Regions from separate parts of the Oryctolagus cuniculus genome. Here region 2 is linked to region 1. The links are chromatin contacts, called in public Hi-C maps. All regions are on one chromosome and are shown on one strand. The core of a region is the stretch at or near the end of the contact, and the rest is flanking DNA. Distances in the headings are between cores, read along the strand shown.

The links. Hi-C and Micro-C count contacts between places; a contact is called where the count stands out from the background.
Region 2: a contact with region 1 is called in a Hi-C map of an unstated tissue, with 1.4 times the contacts expected there. The contact joins the enhancer-like site here to the promoter of HIF1A in region 1. A contact is called at or near these places in 2 of 6 Hi-C or Micro-C datasets (skin fibroblasts and an unstated tissue).

Annotation. Positions count from the first base shown.
Region 1 is chr20:8,817,027-8,821,403 of mOryCun1.1, forward strand. It overlaps HIF1A (hypoxia inducible factor 1 subunit alpha), which reads right to left and starts at 2,532. Exons shown (of 18, transcript NM_001082782.1): 1 at 2,490-2,532. The coding sequence starts at 2,524.
Region 2 is chr20:8,851,617-8,855,993 of mOryCun1.1, forward strand. No RefSeq gene overlaps it. Among named protein-coding and RNA genes, the nearest start is that of HIF1A, 34 kb to the left of the region's middle. Within about 2 kb of position 2,330, at least 1 of the 8 cell types and tissues checked has an H3K27ac peak or open chromatin away from gene starts, as enhancers often do.

The DNA.
Region 1 (4,377 bases), core at 1,282-3,781:
AAGTGTTCTACATGCATGATCTCATTTCCCATACATATTAACTGTTAAGATGGCTGCTTCTTATCATCAAAAGGAAAAGTTAGGCATGGACGCATTCAGGACTTGCCCAATTCACAAGTGGAAAGGCTGGCACTCTAACTCAGAGATTCAGGCCTCCAGCTTCTACACTCTTCATCTCTAGCCCTGCTGCTGTTATAAACAAGTCAAACTGCAACAACAAAAGTTTACTAATAAATGACTCTTAGTGGCCAAGGTTAAAAAAGAAAATTTAGAAATGTTTATTCTCAGAGATTTCACTACAATGCTCCAGTAATTATTTGTTTTGGAAAACTCTGAAGGAACCTGACCTGAAGCCTAAAAACAGAACCTCCTGCCATTCCTTTTGAATCTAAAAACCCCTATTATCCTTGTGCTCTCAGTAAGTCCAGCACCTACAACTAAGGAATCAACATGAAACTCCCTGTTAAATCTATTACAACCACACCACTCTGCTCTGATTTCTTTCAATTCTGATTTTCAGCTGCCTTGTCCTCCTCTAAAACTGGGAAAATTCCAAGAAGAAAATCTCCACCTCAATCTGTTACCTTTCAAAAACTTGAAGAAATATTAGTCAGGAAAGGGCATTTTTAATTAACATCATCCAAAAGTTGCTGAGTAATCACTATTTACTGTTTAACTTAAAATTTCAGTTATATTAAGAATCTCCATATTAAGTGTTACGACTACATTCGATCCCAGGTGGTTAAGTTTTCAAATGAGAAAATTTTGAAAATAACAATGGGAATGGGGAAAACCAAAGAATTCATTTAGCGCTGGGGCTGGTGCGCAGTAGTTGCTAATTTATTCACTCACTTATTTTACAGTGGCTTCTGGTATTAACTGAAGAATAGCAAAGAAGAAATCAGTAAAGTATTACATATAAAAAGGAAGTGACTGGTACACAACCTAATGCATTGTGGTAACTATGATTCAGTATATAATAAGGACGGAAAATTGGCACTACACAGAGGTAATCTGCCTTTGGTTTACAATATAGCAGCCTCTTCATTTCATCAAAAACACTGTAATCACTTCTGCAAAATTAATTGCAATTAATTCCTGGTTAACTCTTGAAATTAAATCTAGACTTGTGTGCTCATGTTTTAAATTGTGTAAGTGCTCTCTCCCCGGTGTATATAAACTGAGAATTTTACATTCTATTGAATAGGGACCAAGATAAAGAATCTACAAAACAGCAAGGATATAAACAAGTTTATCTTCCGCTCATACTGATTAGAGAAGTTAATCTCTCCCATAAGAGTGGAAGGACTTAACAGTAAAGCCAGCCTACGTTACTACTCCTACTATATAAATCCTCAATTCCTTAAAATAATTTCCTCAACGGTGAAAATACCAAAGTGGAGAAAATAGGGAGGGGGGTACTGTAAATACCACGGGTTCCACCATTCTTAATCTTTCTATAATGTACCCCTCTTACACTTCACGCTGTTCAATAAACTTGCTTTAAGTCCCAACACAATCTGGATATGTGCTGATGGTTTCCTTCAAATATATTAAAATATCAGGAAAACGAGACAGTTCTGAAAAAAAAAAAATCCTCCAACACTTTAGTGTTGCATTTCGTTTGCTCCGGTCATCTACTTCGCTTTTCAACCTCACTGACACTGTCTGCCTAAATCGAAGCCGCCCGTTACATTTTCACCAAGATATTTTCGGGAATGAATGAGGCACGGATTCCTGCTCATCGTCTGGGCTCCCTGGATCCCAAGTCTCCACTTCCCAAGTTCCCGCTACAGCCTGGCGATGTGCCCCCCAATTCCCGTTACTCCGACTCCCAAGTCTGGGCAAGTTTTTCCAGCCGATTAAAACAACAAAACGAAAAACAAAACCTGCACGTGCAAACTAAAAAGTTAGCATCCGAAGGCCGCCGCGGCCAATCCCCCCACCACGGCACAAAGGCAGCGACACCCGCCGCGGCGGGACCGCCGCAAGGGCCAGCCCAGCCGCGGCCGCCGGGGCCCCGCACCCGCCGGCGAGCCGCGGCCAGCGTGCGGGGCGCCCGGCCCGCGCCTTCCCCGCCACCGGGAGGGAGCGGAAGCTCCGGGTGCGAGCGGCGGCGCCGAGCTGCGGGCTCGGCTTCCAGGCTGGGGCGAAGTCCCCTCCGGACGGGGCCGCGCCGCAAGGCTGGGGCTCCGCGGCGGGCGCGGGGGGCGGCGCGAGGACCCCCGCAGCCCCGGCTGGGGGCGGCGGCGGCGGCGGCGTGCAGACCCCCGGCCCCCTGGAAGCACTTTCGAGGCGTCTCCCACCCCCCACGACAAGATGGCGACGTGGACAGCGGGGGAGCCCGGCCGGCGAGGTTGGGGGAAAGAGAGGGGAGGGGAGAGGAGGCAGAAACAACAAAAAAAAAGGCCGGGCGACCCCCGCCCGCCCAGCGACCCACCCCGGGAGCGCCGCGGCCCGGCGGGCGGGCGGGCGGGGAAGGGGCTTACTTTTTCTTGTCGTTCGCGCCGCCGGCGCCCTCCATGGCGATTCGGTCTCCGCGATGCCTTCCCGGCCGGCGGCCCCCAGGCTCGCTCCGGCCTAAGCGCCGGCTCCCTGCACACGCGGAGAGAGCAGAGCAAGTCCGGGTGGGGGCGGCGGCGGGGGAGGGGTGCGAGGCGGGAAGCTCCTCGCAGAGCAGAGCGGGGCGGCGAGCGCGGAGTCCGGCGCGAGCCTCCGCGCAGGCTGCTTGTCACGGCCCGGCCCGACGCGCTGGGCCCACTCGGCAGCGAGGACGGTCCTCGCGTCCCCTCAGACGAGGCGGCTCTGCGCTCGGCGGAGCTGAGGCAGCGGGCAGGGGGCGGGCAAGGGCGGAGGCGCGCCCGGCCGCGCGGGGAGGGGAGGGGCGGGGCGGGAGCGCGCGCCCCCGCCCCTCGCCTGCCCGCCGAGCCCAGCGCGCGCGCGCGCGCCCCCGCAGGCCCGCCTCACCTGAGGGGGAGGCGGGCTGCTCGGGAGCCAATGGCGAGCGACGCAGGCGGCCAGTGCCCACCCCAGCCCACGTCGCTCTCAGCCAATCCGGAGGCGCTCAGCTGAGGCACAGCTGGGACGCGCCGCGGCGCTCACGTGCCCGTCTGTGTGCGGCCGGGGCGGAGAGAAAGGCGTTGGGGGGTGCGTCTGCGCCGGGACTAGGGGGCACCCAGCGCCTGCCGCTGGGGACGGCGGCGGCGGGCTTGCGGGAGGCGCTGCTGAGGGGAGTTGGCGGCTGCCCGGGCCCGAGGTTGCATCACGTTTTCCCGCTCCCGCGCTCCCCTCAGGCGGCGTAGCCGAGTTCCCTGTGGGAAAGCGCAGCCCTGGCGGCTTGGGCGCGAGCCCCCCGGGTCTCCCCGCTCGGACGCGTTGCGGCGCGGCCTTCCTGCCAGGCTGCCCGCGCTCTGCCGCACGGCACGGGGGACCCCGCGGGGCCCCTGAGGCGTTCTGTCGCGAACTTGTTTAAGTTAATGCCAGGGAAAACCTCACAGACCCGTTGTTGCACGCCTCTCTCCGAGGAAGGAAGGTGTGAAGTTACTGTAGAAACGGCTTTCAGAAGCGAGAATATATAAACCTGCATTTCAGGGAGGGTCGGAAAAATGGCTTTAGGCACACTTTTCTTTGTGCTTTCTTAGCGCTTTTGCAAGACGATCTTGCGTGGATTCAGAAGAGTCTCCTTGAGTTGCGTTCGCGGTGTAGACCGAGTCCGGAACCCAGGCTGCCTCCGGGGCATGGGCCAGAGCCCGCCGGGTTGGAAGGAACCGGGCACGACGGTGCTGGCTAGCACTGCCTGTTTGCTGACAGGACTGCGAGTTACGGAACAAAACTTAAGCACTTTTTTGTCTTTAGAACCATACATTTCAAGCCTCTCAAGTCTTTAAAAAAAAAAAAAACATATTTTGAGCTCCACAAAGAGCCACTGCGTATCCCTCCCCGGTGGACATCAGGGTATTTTACTGCACCTTTGCCTGGTTGTCACAGTCTAACTCTGCGCTGGTTGTTGCGTGATGTGGATATCTGCCTGTGGAGGATTTCAAGTGTGTGAATCACCAGCCCGGCTAACACAGCGTCTGACCCTGCTAGGAGAAGCCACTTGAACTGGTCAGTAGACCCATAAGGATTGATGCTAATGCTATTTTTGTTTTTTCAGATTGACAGCACTAAATGCTATGTGTTATCCAGAACAACCATGGGGTATGCCTGGAAAAAAAAATCATAGTTACTTATGATTTCTTTTTTTAAGTAGGGAAAGAATAACTTAAATTACAAATGTTTTAACATTCTGAAAATATGGTGTTGAGAACGCTGGCCTCAGAATCTAGAGTGAGTTTGCATACAGACTCTGACACGGCCTAGCAAATCAGCTAACCT
Region 2 (4,377 bases), core at 1,080-3,579, 34 kb after region 1:
AGAGGCAGAGAGAGAGGTCCTGCATCTGCTGGTTTACTCCCCAGTTCGCTGTAACAGCTGGAGCTGCGCCGATTGGAAGCCAGGAGCCAGGAGCCTCCTCCGGGTCTCCCACACCAGTGCAGGGGCCCAAGGACTTGGGCCATCTTTTACTGCTTTCCCAGGCCATAGCAGAGAGCTGGATCAAAAATGGAGCTCGAACCGGCGCCCATATGGCATGCCGGCACTGCAGGCAGCAGCTTTACCCTTTACACCACAGCACCAGCCTCACAACTGATTTTCAAAGGTGTCTCTTCAAGGACTTGTAACAAGACATTTGGGGGCAGGCTGTGGGAAGGGTGGAACAGGAATCTGAAGGAGACCAAGAAAGAGAAATCCTTTCTGAACTGGTATTGTTCTTACAGGGTGAGGGAGGGGTAGTGTTCAGTGGGAGATAGAGAGGATGAAATGACAGGCTTCAGGCTTAGAGAGAGACGATGGGCTAAAGAGAGAGTCTGACAACAGCTCAGGATACTGGCAAAGGGAGAGAGCATGTGACCCAAATAAACAGAAAATCAAATGATCATACTTTAAATGACAGTAGCATGTCTAGCATTCAAAAGTGATAGCTCACAGAATGAATGGACATGCCAGTTTCTCTATTAGACAAGCTGCCCAAAACCCGAGGCGGGATTTGTGGATAAGGAGTAACTTCTAAAAACTGTGACACAATGGAAAAAATAAAGAAGCCTTGTCCCACCTCACTTAGCACACACAATAATGTTCCTATGTTGAGCACTATCTTTAAGAATATATAGAAAGGGACCAGTGCTGTGGGGTAGTGGATAAAACTGCTGCTGCATGTGACGCCGGCATCCAATTTAGGCTCTGGTTCTGAGACCCGGCTGCTCCACTTCCGATCCAGATCCCTGCTGATGTACCTGTGAAAGTAGCAGAAGATGGCCCAAGTGCTGAGGTCCCTGCACCCACGTGGGAGATCTGGAAGAAATTCCTGCCTCCTGGCTTCCATCTGATATGGATGAAAGATCTCTCTCTTTCTCCCTCTCTCTGTAACTCTGCCTCCAAAGAAAAAATAAATGCATCTTTTTTAAAGAGAAGAAAATAATAATTTATTTTAAAAAAAGAGCACATAGAAAGTTTTTTTTAACCCTGATCTCTGATACCTTGAATTCTATGTTCTCTTCAAGGTGATTGAGCTGCAAAAATTTTACCCCCATGCTTCGCATCACAGCCCCAGAGAAAATGAAAGGGGAAGGAATTAGCTTCCCCTTTCCCCTGCTGCTCAGTCTGCTTCCTGTTTTAGAAACATTAAAATAAGGTATGAGCCACTACTTTCTCTAGAACACATTCTATCTTCCGGTAGGAGAGGGTGTGTGGGTAGATGACCTCTGTTAGAAAGTTTCCTATGTAGATTTCCTATAAACAGTGGGGAAAGATGAAAATGACGTGTATGATAAAATCACTTATACATATATTACGGTGCATTCACATTTTAAAAGAAATCAGCACATCTAAAGAGAAAAAAAAATCCTGACTCAACAAGAAACTGTTGAGGCACAAATGAAATTACCAGTGTAAAAGTGGGCAACTCGAAAAATCTGCACAAGTTCAAGGTCTTTTTTATAAAACCATGGATTTCTTCTTTTTATAAATGGACTGAGTTTTATTTTATTTTTAGCTGACATATAAAAGTTGTGCATATTTTTGGCATGCATGTACCTGTACACCATAAGTGGTAGACAATCAAGGTAAACATTTATCTCTTCCAACATTTAATGTTTCTTTATGGTGAAAATATTCAACACCCTTTCTTCTACTTTGCTTTTGTTTTTTAGAGAAATATATATTATGTGGCCATTACCTATAGTACCCCTACTAGGTTTGTATAATTGTTAGGACTTTCTTGTACTTCGACTTTCTGACAGAGTAGAACTTGTTCAAAGACAGACACTGCTCCTTTCCTACACCTGGCGGTAATGCGGGCGACATGTTCACAAACAGCCTTGGCCTTTGTTCTCTCCCATTCCTTGCTCTTGCAGAGAATGAAAAATTAGGAAAATGCCTTTTCCTCTGGAAATCGACAAGAAGTGATTGGGTTCCCCTTCTCTTAATTGAAAACAAAATACAATTTTAACAATATAAACAAGAATCTAGTCAAGGCTGGCTCATATTTATAACATCCTGTGTGGAACCCTGTCCTGTGTCACTGACACTTAACACACAGAGCAAAGAATGGAGAGGGTGGGTCACTGCTGTGAAATCCTCCTAAGGGCACCTTAATTAAAGCGTTAATGCTACACGCCCAGCAAGCTTAGCATGACTCAGCAAGGTGACTCACTTAACTCTCTCCAGCCCAGGAGTGGGTGAGCATGTCCCAACCACACAACCACACGACCTAGAACAGCGAACAGCAAACCAGACTCATTTACCTGAGCCATGCTCTCAGGTCAGTCCCGTTACTGAACAGTCAGAGAAGCTCACAACCAGGGCAGGATGGATCACTGTTCATCCTCTTCATGACTTTGCACTGTGGTGTTACCTTCTGTCTAACTGAGTGTGTGCCAACCACCTCTAAAAGTGTGCCCAGTTGAATCTCCCCAGACAGACTCTGATCTATATCTTCTGTGTGCATAGGTTTCTCTTTGTTGCATTAGGGATGGATGGACTCATTTCACACACAAAGGAACCCAAAGTATCGTGTTATATTACTTATTTATTTGAGGGGCAGAGAGACAAAGAGAAATACATCCTATAAGAGGGAGAGGGAGAGCATGAGGAAGCCAGCTGATTTACTATCCAAATGCTTGAAACAGCTGGGGCAGGGCCAGGGCCAAAGCTAGGAGCCAGGAACTCAATCCAGGTTTCCCCCTAAGGTGGCAAGAACCCACAAACTTGAGCTGTCACCACTGCCCCCCAGGGTACAGTTAACAGGAAGCTGGAGTCAAGAGTTGGGACTGGTGTTCAAACCCAGGTACTGTGTGATGGGGGCATCTTAACAGGCATTTTAACAGCCAGACTAAATGTCTGATCCTATTTTGGTGTTTTTTTTTTTCCACCAAAACATTTCAGATATTTATTGCTGAACCAACCTACTAGTGCAAAACCTAGAAACAAAGAGAAAGAAAATCATATCTCTAGTAAGACTTGATCAAGCGTCCAGAGAGGGTGAACTTTTCAGGTTGATACAGTGAGATGATAGTAATCTCAATACAGCCCCTGTGCACTTCCTTAGAGGCCTGGCTTGTTCCTTCTCCAACACCTCCTCTTCAACCTGATAATGGTTGCCGGTTTTCATACAAATCCGTTGGGAAATGGGGGACTGTTGCTTTTATTCTCTGGCCAGTAATCTTGAGATCCTGAAAGTCTCATGAGAAGACATGGTGAGGAAAGAAATCGGCCCACTCATACAATGGGGAGAACAGGAGAGCCCCAAAGTCTATATATTTTTTTGTTTCAAAGCTTTTATTTATTTATTTGAGAGGCAGATTTACAGAAAGAGAGAGGGAGAGACAGAGAGAAAGAGAGCAAGATCTTCCATCCTCTGGTTCACTCCCCAGATGGCTGCAATGGCCAGAGTTAGGCCGATCCAAAGGCAGGAGCCAGGAGCTCCCTCCAGGTCCCCAACACAAGTGCAGGGGCCCAGGGACTTGGGCCATCTTCCACTGCTTTCCCAGGCCATCAGCAGGGAGCTGGATTGGAAGTGGAGCAGCCGGGATTAGAACTGGCACCCATATGGGATACCGGTGCCACAGGCAGAGGCTTAGCCTACTGCGTCACAGCACAGGGTGGGGGGCTTCCTCCCCCAGATTATTTTAGATGCAAAAAAGATTCAAGCTTCACCATCACCAGCTACAGCCTCCTTTATCTTTTTTTTTTTGTTGTTGTTGTTCTAATATCTGCATGTGCTTTAGGACCTTCTGAGCATTCTGTTCTGAAAGTGCACTTGCTGTATGTGTAATTTGCTTACTTCGTCATTCTGAAATCATTCATGCATATGGTTCAGACATCCTGTCTGTTCAATATGAACAATGCCAATTTATTTACTGTTATAAATGCACTTCTTTATTCTTCTGGGGGAAAAGGAACATTAAATACAAAAAAAAGCCCTCCTATTTGAGCTGTTCCAACATCTAATAGGATGCCGCTGAAATACCCCAACAATGTTAGGGGATTCCAAAGTCCTCTTTGCTTTCCAGCTTTATTTTTATATGCACATATATATGTTGCTACAGTCCAGAGGAGAAGAACATGTTTTAGTGTCTGACAGCTACACAGTCTCTTCCTGGGAAGATTTTGTTTATTATTTTAAACACTTATTTATTTGAAAGGCAGAGTTACAGAGAGGCAGAGAGTGAGAGGTCTTCGATCTGCTGGTTCACT